Regions from separate parts of the Sus scrofa genome. Here region 1 is linked to region 2. Evidence: chromatin contacts called from public HiChIP or PLAC-seq data. All regions are on one chromosome and are shown on one strand. Each heading gives the region's core, a stretch centred on a gene start, on an enhancer-like site or on the middle of the called end of the contact. The rest is flanking DNA. Distances are from core to core; before and after follow the strand shown. Region 1 holds the start of AKAP2 (A kinase (PRKA) anchor protein 2). Region 2 overlaps PALM2 (paralemmin 2).

Region 1 (3,395 bases), core at 253-2,752, 140 kb after region 2:
AACTCTGTAATCTAGGGCCACTGGTCAGTAAATTCTATTGAAATTCAGTAGTGTAAGAGACAAACATGCAAAAAGGCTGGTGAACCAGTTCCTAAACGCTGAGAAAAAGAAGCCTATAGACTTGCAGGAACCCTGAAGAGAACAGCTGTTGTCTCCATTGTAGCCCTTATCCCCTGCCCCCACCTCCCTAGAGTAAAGGTGTGAATAAACCTCCAGATGGGAAATAAGCCTTTTCTTGGGAGGCTGCTATTTTTAAGGTCGTTAGCTGGACAGGCTTCCTGGGCAGTTCCCCATGTTATCATTTCTTGTATGGGGAATCAAGGACCTTTGTGGATGAGGAAAAAAAGAACCAAACCCTGGCAGGTGACTTTGACGCTCAGAAGAGGAACCCCGTGTTTGGGCCACTGGTTCAGAAAAAAGCAGGCCAGAGGTCGGAAATTGGAAGGAGAGTAAGGGGCTCTGACTTTCAGAGCTGGAGAGAGAGAATCACCGGGAAAATGGAAACACCGGTCATGCCTAGTGGACAGTTGGAGACATCTGACTTTATGCTATATTTATATTCTATTTCCTCTGTAGAGAACGCCTTGCTTTTTAAAATCCTGTTTTCTGGGCGGGGTGTTTCTGTGTGTGTGTCCTCTCTCAGAATTTCTAGATGGTCCGTTTTCAAAGGGTCATTAACATTATTTAAATATTCATGAGGGGGAGGGGATTACATGCTGAAATTTCAGACGTCTCCGGAGTGGGGGGTGGCTGGCCACCCCCTCGACTGAGCCCCACGAGGTGTAACAGCTGCCTCCTTCCCCATCGCTGGCTTTGTTAACACGCACGCCCCGACACCAGGCCACCGGCTGCCACATTAGGGAGGGCATCATGACAGCTCTGGCCAGTCAACGAGCTGGGAAACCTCCCTGTCCACACCTTAGTCTCTGGACCCCATCAGGGCGAGGTCCAAAACACACTGAACCGCCCTCCGGGTCGCAGAAACGCACCTCCCAACCGCTCCCAGCGGTTCCGCTTACCCGGACATAGTCGTGGTGCTGGGTAAGAGACGAGGAGCTCGACCCCTCGTATGGGAACTCAGCAGTTGTGGCGATGTGCGGGCTCACACGCACCCACACACTTTCCTGTACACTCGTATGCACGTATGTATACACCAACACACACGATCCCCTGCACACAAGCCGACACGCCCACCCGTGTGCTAACGCGCGTTCATACACCCAGGCACAGAGCCTTCTCCCCAGTTAGGAAACGCTCGGCTGCACGTGCCCATCCCTCCATTCCTCCAGTCTATCCATTCACTCATTTCTTGGTTTCTACGTTTGTGCACAGATTCCGCCAAAGCCAGACAGAAGGTGTGGGTGGTTGGGGAGGGGATGTGAAAGGCGAGGGGCGGACCGGGGCCCTAGGCGCCGGGAAGGGGGCGGGGAAGGGGCGGGCTCCGGGAGCCGGCGGGCGGCGCTCGGCTCACTCCAGCACGCCCCGCGGCAGCAGCTCTCCGCAGATGCGCTCGCCCCAGCCAGGGGCTGCCGAACGCCTTTGCGTGGAGTCTCCCGGACGCCCCAGCGAGGAGGCAGCGGCCGCACCGCGCTGGAGCAGAGCCCGAGGACTGTGCCCCCGGGATCCGGCGCTCAGAGGTGGGTGTCCAAGCTGGGGCGCGGGCGGCTCCGGACTCCAAGTCCTCGGGGCGCTCTCTTGGTGTTGGGGCCTCGCACACTAGGAAAGGGTGGCCCAGGAGGGATTGGTGATCTGGGAAGCCCTTGGAAGCACCGTGGACTTTAAAGGGCTTTTATGTCCCTTGCTTAGTGGAGCGTGTGCGAGGGGGTGGCCTGGCTGGAAAGGGCTATGGCCATGTGGCCATGTGGCTTTGAATTCCTAGGTTTGGGGGAGGGCCAGCTTTTGGCTCCTTTAATCAGTATTTGTTCACTTATATATACTTTAAAAAATAAACTTAGGCATATTACCCTCCTCCCCCCGCCCCCCGCAACACACACTCACAGAGCCGGGCTGTTGAGGAAAAGCAGAGAAAATCAAAAGGCTGTAGCCGCCTTTCCAGACCCGGGAGCCGCGGTGGATGGAGCCACCCATTCCAGTTCGAGATGAAGGCGTGGGTCTTGACTCCTTAGGTGGCAGCGCTGCGGCCGTTTTTTGGAAGTCTAGAGCTTCTGCATGGAGATTGGGACCGAGAAGGGCTGGGTCCCTGCCCTGACCAGCCCGAGCTCCTTCCGAACGGGATCGGGATGGAGGTGGGGGATGCTGAGGAAGGAGGGAGCAGCCGTTCTGTGCGCGGAAGGAGGGGGATCCGGATCCAAGCTGAGCCTGGAAGTTTGGCCTCAGGCTGAGACCCCACTTCTTAGGATCTGGTGTTTTATCCCGGATAAAGCCTGAGGGTTTGTCTCTTTGGCCCCTTTGTGGGGACACTGTGAAGAGCCGAAGGGGCGGATCGAGGTGGGTGAGCGCTGGGCAAACTGTTCTGTAATCGCCGAGGCGGCGCACCTCCCGGGATAGGAGCTAGGAGATACTGGCGGCCCGGAGCAGTTCTAGAGAAACATAGTGAAGAACAGGGGCCTGAATTAAGTTCAGGAGAGCCGGCAGCCTGGTAGTCCGCGGAGGGAGGCGGAACGGACGGGGGAGCCGTGGTGCTGGTGGCGGGTGAGGGCAGAAGGCAAAGCGGCTGTGGGTGGTGGGGAGGGAGGCGGCAGGCCGCGGGCTGGACCCGCGGGAGCTGGACCCACGGGAGCGGAACCCGCTACCTGGTTTCTGAGCTTCCGTGCATGGATGCGAGATGGCCAGCCTTGGGGATCTCTCCTCAGGCCGCAAAAAGAGGGCGCCTGGGAGGAAAGTGACTCGTTTACAGAGATGTTAAACCCAGTAATGCCAGTTTCCCGCGTGGGTCAATAGTGGTTTGGCTTCGATGGGCTGTGTGGTCAGACGTTGCCAAATTTGCACTCTTCCCTGTAGCAGTTAAGTGCTGCACCATTAATTTGGGCGAACCTCCAACCCTCCCACCAAAGTATTTGTCTTCGAAAAGACTTCCCTGTCTCCTCCCCCCGCCCTGTGTCTCTGTCTCTCCTATAGATCTCTCTATAGTATATCTCTGAGTCTGCAAACAGCTTCTCAGAGGAAGCTCCCTTCCATCTTATCAGGGGCAGAAATTAGTACAAACCCATCACTCACCTTTGTCATCCCCCCCCCCCCCCCCCCGATTTGTTTCCTTGGCTTTGTTCTAACTGAAGAGAGGTCATTTAAGCATCACACTTTTCTTCCTGGAAATGGTCCCAATTTAACTAAACACTCTCCTCCTTCTGGCAGCCTCCTTCACTTTGATCAATAAAATTTCAGAGTGGCATGTCTAGAAATGAGGCATATTTAGTAAGGAGTTTACTAGGTTTCTT
Region 2 (3,736 bases), core at 1,063-3,562:
TTGAATCTTATGAACCACGAACTATATGATTCAGAGGCTGAATTGGAATTTATTCCATTGAATATGTTTTGGTTTGTCTTGTAAAGGAGTGCATGCAGTATCTGACAATTTTGTTTTGTTTTGTTTGCTTTTTTGGGCCACACCTGCAGCATATGGAAGTTCCTAGGCTAGGGTCCAATAGGAGCTGCAGCTCCTGGCATACACCACAGCCACAGCCACAGCCACAGCCACGTGGGATCTGAGCCGAGTCTGACCTACACCACAGCTTACCGCAACACCACATCCTTAACCCACTGAGTAAGACCAGAAATCGAACCTGCATCCTCATGGATACTAGTCAGGTTTGTTACTGCGGAGCCACAACAGGAACTCCTCACAAAATGGTCTTTGAATTCAATTTTTTAAAAAGCACCAGAAGAGATAGAATTCCTGTTAAATAATGCTTACTCAATGGCAGGAGATACTCTGAGATAGTTTAAATATTAACTCATTTAATCTTCATAGCATAGAAATAGCTCTTCCATATCCTTATAACCATCTGATACACGAGGAAGTGAAGACTTAGAAAATCCAGGCAATTCCTCATATTTTCCTTTAGGAAATGGCAGGCTAATTGAACTCCTGATCCTGGCTCCTTTGCACTATATCCTGCTGCCTCTTACTTATAGAAACAATTGGGAGAGACTTAGAAGAAATCAGATCTTGACATGAAAGGTATTTTGATGCCGATTTCTCTTTTTTTCCTTCATCTCAATTCTCTTATCTATAACATAGGAATGGGGTGGGATGGATAAATTAGGAGTTTGGGATTAACATATACACACTGCTGTATATAAAGTAGATAACCAAGAAGGGCTTACTGTATAGCTCAGGGAACTATATCCAATATCTTGTGATAACCTAGAAAGGAAAAGAATCTGGAAAAAAAAGATATGTATATATGTATAACTGAACCACTTTGCTATACCCCTGAAACTAACACAACATTGTAAACCAACCATACTTCAACTTAAAAATAAATAAATAGGAGTTCCCACTACTGCGTAAGAGGATTGGTGATGTCTCTGGAGCACTGGGACGCAGGTTTGATACCTGTGCTTTAACCCCTGGCACAGTGGGTCGAGGATCCAGCGTTGCTGTAGCTGCGGCATAGGTTGCAACTACGGCTCGGATCTGATCTCTGGTCGGGGAACTCCATAGGGTGTCCAAAAAAATTTTTTTTATTGAAAAATAAACAAAATAATGGAAAAACAAACAAAAAACCCCAGATAGGAACAAAACAATCCCTAACTGCTGTGAAAGGACTCTGTAAGCTGTAAAGCATGACACACACGTCTGCTGTTATATTTGAGGGATGATTTGGGTTTTGTGGGAATACGAGAACCCTCATCTGTGCCTAGGAAGCTTATGATCCTTCAGTCATTCACACACACACAAATTCGTGCCCCGTGTGAGATCTTCCACACTGAAGTGCCTGCACTATTTCAATACCCAATCTAGTCTGCCCTGAGCTCTCTCTTACAGCTGCGTGTTGCAGTGAGATTTCCTGTGCTTTCAACAGGTAATTCTCCCTTAGCCTCCGGATCCAGGAATAACAGACACATCCAGGGGTGGGACCACAGCTGGATAAAGAGATGGCTTGTGCCAGTTCTGTACAAGCCAAGTCACTGAGAAGAGGCAGCTTTTTTTTTTTTTTAAATATATTATTTGGGGACACAAAGTACTCTTTATCCCAAAGTTTCCATTTCAAGTGGCAAATCAGATCATCCCTTTGACAGAAGGCTTCCATTAAAAGCACAAGCCTCTGGATCCGTTTTAAAGGGCATTCTTCTCCTTTGGACCCGATGCAGGTCTTGCTTCTAAGAGCTTCTCTATTTCGGCTTACATAATGCTTTGTGACCCAGGCTTTGATCTCTACATGTGAAACATTTTGTATCTGGAGGTTCTCATTGGCAGACTCTTGGTAGAAGGAAGGTTTTGTTTTCCTTTGGGATCTGAAAACCCCAAAATAGACATCTTTCTCATTGGACTTCTCAGCTGGCTGTCATAAAACAGAATCAGGGCTAAGTCTGTCAGGATAAAGTTCATCAGAGAAAATATTTGTGTAAGTTTATTGTAGTTCTGAAAGTTTTTGTGTCAAAATCGCATAATGAATGTGGTGTGTGACTTTCCTGAGCTTCTGCAGGGGCTCCGTGGGACACCGGTCCACTCAGTTGCCCTAAGCTGGGTTTCCCAGAGCGCAGGTCAGGGGCGGGGCTCATCCACCAAGGTCATTCTCTCTCAGTCTGCGCAGCCTACAGGCCACTAGGGGGCACACGTGAGCTGGAGCCAGGGGGCTGTAGCTGCTTCTGAAAACCAGATGCACCCCGGGAAAAGGGCCTCCTGAGGCCTTCTTGCAGCATTTCAAAGATGAAAAATGTCTCTGTTGTATCTGTAAGATGGAAAAATAAGATGCCAGAGAGACTCTGAACGTGCCAAGGGGAAACCAATAGTGCAGGGCCACGATGTGCCTACAGCCCATGCAGGACACTCAAAGAAGACACGGTGCCAGGTGCTAGGTGTTGACTCCGTCTCTTCGCTGCAGGGAACCAGGGGAAGCCTCAGCATCTGCCCAGACTCCATGCTGACCCTAGTCTCTAGCTCCATGTTCTTTCCTGCTGAGGCCACGGGAGGGCGGTGATGCAACATTTCAGGCTGAGGGCTGGTTTTCTTGGTAGAAATAGGTTTGAGACCGTTTCAGTCCTCGGAACGTTTTTTAATCAGGGTCTCGAGGTTCAAACTCGGATCTTGGCCAGCTCTTTACCGAACACCATCAAAGGGCTCATAGATGGCTGCTGCTGTATTGCCCCTCTTGCCCAGAGAAGAGAAGCTCCCGGTACCTCTAACAGTTGGACAGCGGCAGGCAGAGAGAGTGCTGGGGGAGAAGGGAAAGCCGAGGGTCTTGCTAAGTCCACACCACTGGGCTCCCTCAGCTGCGTTTGCTGTTAGTGTCACAATTGAAGGTCACTCATTTTTGTTTGGCAGCCCAGCCTGTGGGGCCATACTGGTGCAAAGAGGTTGACCTAGGACGTCCTCAGTTTTATTAGGGTATAAATGTCAATCCATGGAACTCTTTTGCTTCTCATAGTAGTCCATGCCCTGCACGGCCACCTCGTTTCCTGCTTGGATAAATCCTTAATTGATCTTTTTGCTTTCACTCTGCTCCTCTGCCCTACATCCACCTCTACCATTCACCCAGCGGCAGGTGTGGGTGTGATCTTTCTGGAACACGGCTGATCTGCTCACTCCTTTAAAACAGATGGATAAACAAGGAGTTCCCGTCCTGGTTCAGCGATTAGCGAACCCAACTGTTCATCCCTGGCCTTGCTCAGTGGGTTAAGGATCCAGCGTTGCCGTGAGCTGTGGTGTAGGTCGTGGACACAGCTCAGATCCTGCATTGCTGCGCCTGTGGCATAGGCCGGGGGGCTACAGCTCCAATCAGACCCCTAGCCTGGGAACCTCCATATGCTGCGGGTGTGGCCCTCAAAAGACAAAAGACAAAGCAAAACAAAAACAAACAGAAAAAGCAGATGGACAAACCAGAAGCTCAAATGGTTTCCTATTGCCTTCGGGATCCAATCTAAACTGCTCACAGTGGCGTTCAAGAGCCATCACGTCCTGGACCCTCCCCTCCACTTCCTTCTCTTCCCTGCATGAGTGAACTTGAGCTACACAGGTGCTTGAGTGAACTTGAGCT

What was found. HiChIP or PLAC-seq counts read pairs in DNA pulled down with a chosen protein or histone mark.
Region 1: an H3K27ac HiChIP or PLAC-seq map of skeletal muscle shows a contact between it and region 2. The contact joins the promoter of AKAP2 here to the enhancer-like site in region 2. A contact is called at or near these places in 19 of 47 Hi-C or Micro-C datasets (alveolar macrophages, embryonic fibroblasts, epiblast stem cells and 12 more) and 1 of 2 datasets of contacts at active chromatin or transcription factors (skeletal muscle).

What each region holds. Positions count from the first base shown.
Region 1 is chr1:251,066,234-251,069,628 of Sscrofa11.1, forward strand. AKAP2 (A kinase (PRKA) anchor protein 2) reads left to right here and starts at 1,503. Exons shown (of 3, transcript NM_001204181.1): 1 at 1,503-1,637.
Region 2 is chr1:250,929,824-250,933,559 of Sscrofa11.1, forward strand. The region is part of intron 3 of PALM2 (paralemmin 2); the gene reads left to right. Among named protein-coding and RNA genes, the nearest start is that of PALM2, 110 kb to the left of the region's middle. Within about 2 kb of position 2,313, at least 16 of the 83 cell types and tissues checked have an H3K27ac peak or open chromatin away from gene starts, as enhancers often do. A contact at or near this core is called in retroperitoneal adipose tissue, skeletal muscle and subcutaneous adipose tissue, where this site is marked.